Regions from separate parts of the Macaca mulatta genome. Here region 2 is linked to region 1. A link is a contact called in public Hi-C data. All regions are on one chromosome and are shown on one strand. Each heading gives the region's core, a stretch centred on a gene start, on an enhancer-like site or on the middle of the called end of the contact. The rest is flanking DNA. Distances are from core to core; before and after follow the strand shown.

Region 1 (4,182 bases), core at 598-3,097:
ACAGCATTAAAGCTGCCTTTTTGAGGGAGTTTCATTAAGACTAGACTTGAAGATTTCTTGGTACTAATGCCCTTCTATGAGGAAGCTCTCCTGTTTGGCTTCCTCCTCCCTTTTCTTCTCTTGCAAGAAACAGGTTGGGAAACTTGACTTTGAACAGGAACAGGGCAGGGAATAACAGGCACATGAAGATTAATTACCCTCGTTGGAATCCAGTTTGACTGGGCAAGGTGAGACAGTTCAATTATTTAATCATATTGGTGCTATTGGCTTCCAAATCCTTAAGTGCCAGGATAGCCCTTCCTTTCCATTTAATTTATATGAGGAGTTGCTCCTCAACTTGCTGCTCTCAGCTGAACCGTCTGGCAGAGGGAGAGAAGCAGTCGATTTTGGAAGGAGATGATCCCATCTCTGCATCCTCTTGGGCTGCATTTGTGAATAGTTCTCAGCACTTATTTTGGAAGCTACCAGACTACCTGTGTCTCTCCTGTCCCCAGAAGGCTGCTCCGTTCTATGTGTAAGGGAAGCTTTGTCCCTTGCACATGACTTTTTAAGGCTTTCTTTTGGCTCAAGAATGTCTATCCATTGAAGCTACAGGTCAGAGCATGTCACTAGAGCAGAACATGCTGGAGCAGCACAGTCCGATAGAACATTCTGCGATGATAGAGATGTTCTGAACCGCCCTGTCCAGTGTGGCAGGCAGTGACCACGTGTGGCTATTAGCATTAGAAATGTGGCCAGTGTGATGGAGGAAATGAAATTTTAATTCAAACTCATTTAAAGTTAAAATTACCTGTGGCCCAGTGGAAACTCTACTGGGCAGTGAAAGACTAGATTGTACTTGTGATGCCCAATAGAGATGTGATTTTTGTTGGTTTGTTTCTGGTGGGGCTTGACCGTTGCACTGTCACACAGCAGGGCTGTCTTACACCTTAGTCCCTCTGGTATTAACGTAGTTTTTCCTTTACATCCCACCAAGCCCTCTTGTTTCTCACCATGCCCCTCTGCTACTGCATCTTGGCTAAGTCACTCCTCATTAGTATCTGAGAAGGGACAGGAGAATGGAATTTTGCCTATTCAGCTGTGGTTCCTTGATCCCCGCATGCCCCCACACACAGGTGGTGAGAGATCTTAATCCCAGTGAAAACTGCATTCTGTCAAAATAAAATGAGCTAGTTGGGTGTAGCTTCACCAGATGTTTTAGTGTCATGACCCGTGGACTTCTGCCAGGGTGCTGCCACCCACTTAGTGTCCCACAACCTGGAAGGCACATGCTCTGCTTAGCATAGATTTTTCAAAGTTGTTCAGTGATTTAATGCATATATAAAACCAATTGCTAGTTTGTCTATGAAAATGAGCTTTTTAAAAAATGGCCTCATGAACCAAATATTGATGGTCAAGCTAGATACAACAAGAAAGGGATAGGAGCATAAAGTATCTCACACTAAGAATGAAAGACAAGGACTGAGTTTCCACAAATCTTAGTCATTCAGATCGCACTGTGGAGTCATAATCAATGACTTCCAATCTCCCTCATCCTCCAGCCTCACCATGCCCCCAAGCTCATCAACTCATCATTCCCCTGCTGTTTCCACCACACTTACACTGGGCCCTGCACACTTCATGCCCTAGTTGCTAAAATTATACAAATAGAGAGGAGAAAAAAAATAAGTCTGTGAAATCATTCTCTTGGTTCCTGTGGTTTACACTTGCTAGTTAATTTGAGTCTTAATGTTGGTCTCTCAGAGTGACAGAAACAGCAGCCAATCTGCTGTTGTACAAGCAAGTGCATATAGCCTCATTGCTAACACCCTTGAAAAATGTCCCCAGAAATGCAGCTCAGGAAGAGAGTTCTTTAAATTAAGCTAGATTTGTAAAGAGCCCATTTACTGCCTGACTTAGAGCTAAATCCTGTGGCAGAATGGAATGCGAGGCTAGCTGCCAGGGAACAGAAAACAGCTTGGGTACCAAACCGTGAGCCTGTGAGTGGCAGAGAAGGAGTGATGTTAGAACAGAAGGCATCCTCAAGTCTGACAGGAAAGGAAAAAAAAAATCAAAACAGAAGGAAGTATCTAGAGACAGAGTACAGGCAGGTTGTCCAGGAAAGTTGGGGTGCAGAGAATGAAGAATAAGAGAACAGGAATAAGGAGACTTCACTGGAGAAAAGAAGGATCTAAAGGTAGAGGAAGAGAATGTACCTAGTTCATTCTTTTGCTTTATCTCATTAAAGAGACATGACTGAAAATCAAGTCATTTCAACAAACAACCAGACAGTGGCAGGTCACCAGACGAAACTCCTTCCCTGCCTGGACGTTACATCCTGGCAAACAAGCAAGCAAGTGAGCAAGTCAGGTCTTCCCTTACATGCTTCTCTTTCTAGGTTAACCATTTACCTTTAATAGGAGGAATTTTTTTCAGACATTCCAATGTGGTTGATTTCAAATCCCTTGGAGAAGAATTTGAAGAGCAATGAGAAGGTGGGTTCTCCTATAACATCTCATCCAAATGCAGCCCCTCTCCATTTCCTCTGCAAATAAAGACCACACGACAGGCTGATATCCAACTGCAGAACTTTAATTTGCTTTCTGTTTTAGGGCCTCTGCCTTTGGTGGGCTCCAAAATCTCCAGGGGGCGCTTATTAAGAACATTGTTGCCTGGGCTCTAGACCCCAGAGATATAGATTCTCAAGGGAAAACAGCATCTCTGAAAGAAACCCAGGATGGGAAATTTTGGGAAATGGGGCAAAACTGTAAAATGTGAGAATTTTCAGGCTTAGAGGATGCAGCAATTTGATGCTAGTTTAAAAAAATCCCCAAAAAGGCGGTTGTATGGACTGATTTCTCTATACTTGGTTAGAAGTTAAGGATAAAAGATAAAGAGGTTTCATTTTCTCCCACATTAAGTTATTGAGTAGTAAAGTCCCCCTTTCTCTCCATTTAATTATGGAAGAAAGAACAAACTCCAATTTTAGGAGTTGCTCATCTGTTTTAGGGATGGCCCAGATGGGGAGCATATTTGTGTTCAGAAATCTCTTTACTATGGAATATGGTTTGTAGGTTCCATCTTTCCTCCAAGCTGAGGGGCCATTGCTGAGCCTCCAAAGGTCCTTGTGATTCCTGCTACATTCGGTGCCTCTGGAGGGCCAGCCTCCTGCTCAGGGCACCAGAGAAGGGGGAAGAGGGGTGGCATCATAGAGTACCGCAGATGGAGGTCTCAGTCCTGCCCAGCCACTTACTGTGTGATATTGAAACATTACTCTCCAAGCTTCTCTTTCTTCCATTTATGAAATGGCCATAAGTGTTATTCCTCACGGAGTTGTAATTACTAAATGAGTTAAGATAGAAAACGTGCTTGGCAGAGGAAGTGGTCACTAAATGTGGCCATCCCTTGGAGGCTTCTCCCCCATTGTCCAGCAGAGAATTATCTGTCTTCCATAATGCTCAAATTTTCTCTACATTTTCAAGTGTGTTCTTAGAAATAAGCTTTACCTGAAACCACGTCTCAGGTGAAATTGCTGTCCATGTTTATAGGCCTCCGTAGCCTTCAGTAACTCCCAAGAGGCCTTGAGAAACGAGCAGGTGCTACATTTACGTGCTGAGGTTGGGTGGCTGCAGGTCAACCTGGTTGTCAGGACCTGCCAAGTTGTATATGTCTGCAAGACAGAAGAACCTTAGGAATTCTCTGGGTTGCTTTACTGTGAAGCACAATTACTTATTTGCAGAGAAGTATGTGTGCTGTAATTTCAAGGATTGACATGTAGAATTTCCAACTGAGCCTTGTCCTTGATCCCTCCTGGGCAATATACAAGATGGAGCGTCTAACACCCTTGTGGGAATTCAAACCTGTCATACTCACTGACAGGCAATCATGATTCTAATGAGGGCAGAATAATTTAATTCAATAAAAAACCTATTAGAATTGACAGTACAAATGTAAACAGGTCCCTGATGGATAATTTTGCAGGGCCTTCTCTGCTGCTGTGTTTGTTGACATATACCATAACCAAACGTGGAAGGCAGATGTTCACGTTTGTTCCGACAGGATGGAATGGATGCGTTCCTCTTTCTTTCACCTATGGGGCAACACAGCACTGGCTTTGAAACCGCAGACCTGGTCATTGGGGGTAGTCTCATAAAAATGACAGTTTTGTCTTATTTTTGCGGGAGGAAGGATCTTGCGATGACT
Region 2 (4,182 bases), core at 727-3,226, 190 kb before region 1:
TAGATAATACAGTTGACATTCCTTCATAGTGGACTCCATTTCCTCAGTGTGCCACCTTTTTATTTCTGAGGAAACATGAATTATCTATTAATTTTGGATGAATAGATGATGAATTAATGTACAAGCTTCTGAGAGCTATTTACTTTTGAATAGAAGATTCTGTGAGACACAGTACTTTAACCAAAAGTAATGTATCTTCAATCAAATATTTGGTGTGAGGGAGTGCTCTGTGTATGGTGGTGGTGGGGAAGGTGGGGTTGGAGAGTGAAGCCATCACATGTGTAGCTGGCTGCCCGACTGTGAATAAAGCCATGTGCCCCATAGCAACTATGTGGGACCGGACAAAATAGAGACAGGGAGGAACAGGCAATGAGGAGATCAGTGTGGGGAGCTCAGAAAAAAAGGGTTGCAAGAAGAGTTTCCTCAGTCACATCAGATACAGCTAAAAAGTCCAAGGGATTAAGAATCAGTTCAGACTATGTGACTTGGCAAAATAGTTCAATTTGATGATTCCAAAGAGAAATTTTAATGGTGTGGAGAGCATGAAAGCCATATTTCTGATGTGCCCAGAGAGAATGAGTGGTGAGGTGATTTTGCTAGTAAAGAAGAGATCAAAATAAAGCAATATTTGAGGCAGTACTAGGGTGAGCATGAAAGAAAATGATGTTCCCAGCAGTCTTGCTGGTATCATGGCCAGTCCGTGGAAGAGCGGGGCTGGGATCCATCTCTCCTAATAGCAGCCGAGGAAGGATCTTCTATGGAAGAGGAACATCAACATATTTGGTGACAGAAGGAAAGGACCACTGGAGGATAGGGTGAGAATGCTGGAGAGGCAGTTGGTTTTTGAGAAAAAGAGAGATCTCTTCTTTGAAGGCTAGGAGGGAAGATCAAAAGGTTGATCTTTTGAGAGAGTCAAGAGTGCTCTTCGCTCAAGGGAGGCAGATGGAGGAACACTGTTGGGTTATCATGCTCCCTGGAGAAACCATGTTGATGGTCAATGAAATTTCTCTTTCATTCTCTCTCACCTACCTCCCCCAACATGCACACATACTGCTTCTCCCACCCCCAAACTTGCTAACACACAACAGTGCAATAGTGAACAATGGACAGACATTTAATAAGTCTTACTTGGGCTAATTCTTCCCCTTTTCAGGGAGTTAATCTTAAAATAATTACTATGACTAGTAGATTTAATTGAGGGGAGAAAATTGTCCCCATTTTCATGTTTACATCTCTTTTAAGTTCAAGTGTTCTTTTAGGATTATTTTGATGCACTTCTTTGCCTACATAGTATAGATTATGGCAAAGATAGCTACATTTCACAGAGCTACGAGATCTCTATCCTCCCTCTCTTCTCTCCTCGCACCCACTTGCCTGCCCTTCCTTTCTTCCTTTTCTCTTTTTCCCTCTCTTTCCTTTCTCCCTCCCTCTCTTCCTCTCTTCCTCCCTCCCGCTTCTTTCCTTCCTTCCCAAACTGATTTCTAAATATCGAGTACATCCTAAGACTAGGATCCATAAAATAGCCTTAACATTTTACCAGAACTAACTCCTAACCATTACAGGGTATCTCTTTAAAGTAGAATAATACAAATAATAAAAAAACAATCTACCAATGCTATTTTGAGTAGTGTTTGGGGGTTCAGTGGGCAGCATGCGCATTCTGTAAATTTTCTTCCAATGTTATTTTGGTTTTGCCTGTTAGGAAGTGCTAGGGGAAAAATAATGGGTGCTTTACAACCACCATAAGAAAAGAGCCAGGATCCTTTCATTTCATGTTTATGTGATGACAAGTCTGCATCCCTGCTCCATCTGCTTATTCCCATCTGCAGTTTCAGGACAGGGAGTGAATAGCTAAAATGATAGTCTTCTTGGATTTGTATCACAGGATAAACCATAGATCCCAGAAACGAGTCAGTAAGCTTGTGTTTATCCAAAGTGCAAACATCCAGAGAGCTCACATTAGCAGAGTGTATTTCTAAAAGTGGGTGCCAGTGAGGAGCCACCTTCATGGTTGTCACCCAAGGCTTGGCATCATCCAGCGATGCTGTCTGGATTATCAAGAGAGATTCTTTTTTGTTAGTTTTAGTGTTCAGTTGATTTCATTTGATTTTGTAATTTGCTGAAAATGGATAGAGCCTTTCCCAGAATTAGCAGGGGCACTGAATTTCTAGCCATTTTCTATGAACAGGCGTTTACTGGACAAAGGGAAAAAAAAATTCTTCTGTATTCTTTTTTTTTTTTTTTTTTTTGCTGAAGATGCAGTGGGACTGAAGAGACAGAAAATCTCTTCTTTAAAGCTTGTTGTGAGAGGAGGAAGGAATTGCCTTTACCTACCTTGCCTATCCACCTGAGTTCAATCACAAAAGGAAGTAGCACCCACCAAAGGGTTAATTTCTAAAAACTGACTGCTCCTAGTGAAGCCCACAGCAAGTAAAGCTGCTTCCCTGGTCTAATTACCCACTGAAAGCCAGGGTGGGAGTCGAGTCTCGGCAGGAGGCACCTGCCTTACCTGCCTAAATAGTTAGGCTGCAACGTGCCTCGTTTTTAATCCTATACACAGCCCTCTCTTCTGTTCATTGTTATTTTCCTTCCTCACCTCTGGACACTTCGGCACATTCGCTTGAAACATCGTCGCAGGTGAACTCAGCTTTGACAGAAACCTCTCTGAAAAATTTTTTTGCCTGTTCTGGCTTGCGCTTGAATAATTTTCCATCAACAGCACGTCTGATTGAGTTGGCATCACAAACCCTTTTGTACGCTATTTTTTTTTCTTCAAGAAATATTAAAGTCTGAATCAAATTGGAAGAGCTGCCTGGTAATGATCTCATTATATATAAATACAGAAGTGCTCATAGGGGAGATAATGACTCCAAGACTCAGGTATGCAGCGAATACCTCTTATCTTCCAAGGAGTCGGCCCACATTCAGCACTCCTCCACAGCGCCCCGCAACATCCCTTTCAGTTTCAGGTTCAAGTCGCAGAATAGGAAGGGCCGATTGAAGCTGGGAATAGAGTTTTTCCCTCCCCCTTCATGACATATGTTAGGAGATGAAAGGAACCTGGGCTGTGTGTTTACTCTTCATTTGGGAGTTTCACATGTTCTGATTGATCGGAAAGACAAAAAGGCAGAAGGAGAGACATTTGGTGCTGGCTGAAAACCATATCCATTCTCAATGTGAAGTTTCCTCGTTTGGTGAGGATAATTGTGATGAGGCAGTTCTGGGTATAGACGCTACTAAAAGACTTTTAAAAATAACAGGCCCACCACCCAGTTTGAGTTCTTATGTAGCAAAAGAACAAACACAGATGGTGGCAGTAGGAATGGGGGCCGGGGTGGGAAAGGCCCTCCTAATGTGGGAGTTTACTAGTTATTAGCCCCAGTAATCTTTTCTGGCTGCCAGGACCTAAGCAGATGAGTTTAGCACATCACAGAGGACCACATGTAGGGTTTGATTCCTGATATGGGCTAAGTGACTCTGGAAAAATTTTTACTCCCTGTGATTAGCATCAAAAGAAGAAATTGGATAAAGGAGAGGATAGACTATATTGTTCTACATGTTCTTGTTAGGTTCTAAAGGGGCATTTATTTAAGGGGGCATTGCAACTTGGGCAACATAGTGAGATGCTGTCTCTACAAAAAAATCAAAAAATTACCCTGGTGTGGTGACACATGCCTGTAGTTCTAGCTACTCAGGAGACTAAGGCAGGGGGATTGCTTGAGCCCAGGAGTTTGAGGCTGCAGTGAGCTATGACTGTGCTACTGCACTCCAGCCTGGGCAAGAGAGAAAGACTCTGTCTCAAAACAAAAACAACAACAAACAACAATAACAACAAAGAAAAGGGGCATTGCGATGTACCACCTTAGACCAGGAAGAGAGGTGGAGTGGAGGATGAGTACTTGGCTGTTTCTACTTGCATGGGATCATAGGCTTATTATTCCCTTCTTACTTCCAAATTGGGGACTATCAAAATATAAAATAATTTTATAAGCATAATTCTTTGGCAAGAGGATGGGCTGGATGGTGAAAATATTTTGCCCATAGCTAAAAGTTTCATGCAATAAACATAGTATGCTGTTGAGCGATGATGATACATTCCTATTAGTTGAGAAAGTTATGGCCATAAAATCTAAAGAAGGTTTAGTGAGAAGAGACAAGGGCCAGTGTGCTCAGAGGAAAGCC

The links. A called contact is a pair of places that touch in the nucleus more often than the background predicts.
Region 2: a Hi-C map of fetal cortical plate shows a contact between it and region 1, with 2.2 times the contacts expected there. The contact joins two enhancer-like sites. A contact is called at or near these places in 2 of 14 Hi-C or Micro-C datasets (blood and fetal cortical plate).

The regions. Positions count from the first base shown.
Region 1 is chr5:147,556,321-147,560,502 of T2T-MMU8v2.0, reverse strand. No RefSeq gene overlaps it. Among named protein-coding and RNA genes, the nearest start is that of NOCT, 330 kb to the left of the region's middle. Within about 2 kb of position 1,847, at least 9 of the 40 cell types and tissues checked have an H3K27ac peak or open chromatin away from gene starts, as enhancers often do. A contact at or near this core is called in fetal cortical plate, where this site is marked.
Region 2 is chr5:147,743,110-147,747,291 of T2T-MMU8v2.0, reverse strand. No RefSeq gene overlaps it. Among named protein-coding and RNA genes, the nearest start is that of NOCT, 140 kb to the left of the region's middle. Within about 2 kb of position 1,976, at least 9 of the 40 cell types and tissues checked have an H3K27ac peak or open chromatin away from gene starts, as enhancers often do. A contact at or near this core is called in fetal cortical plate, where this site is marked.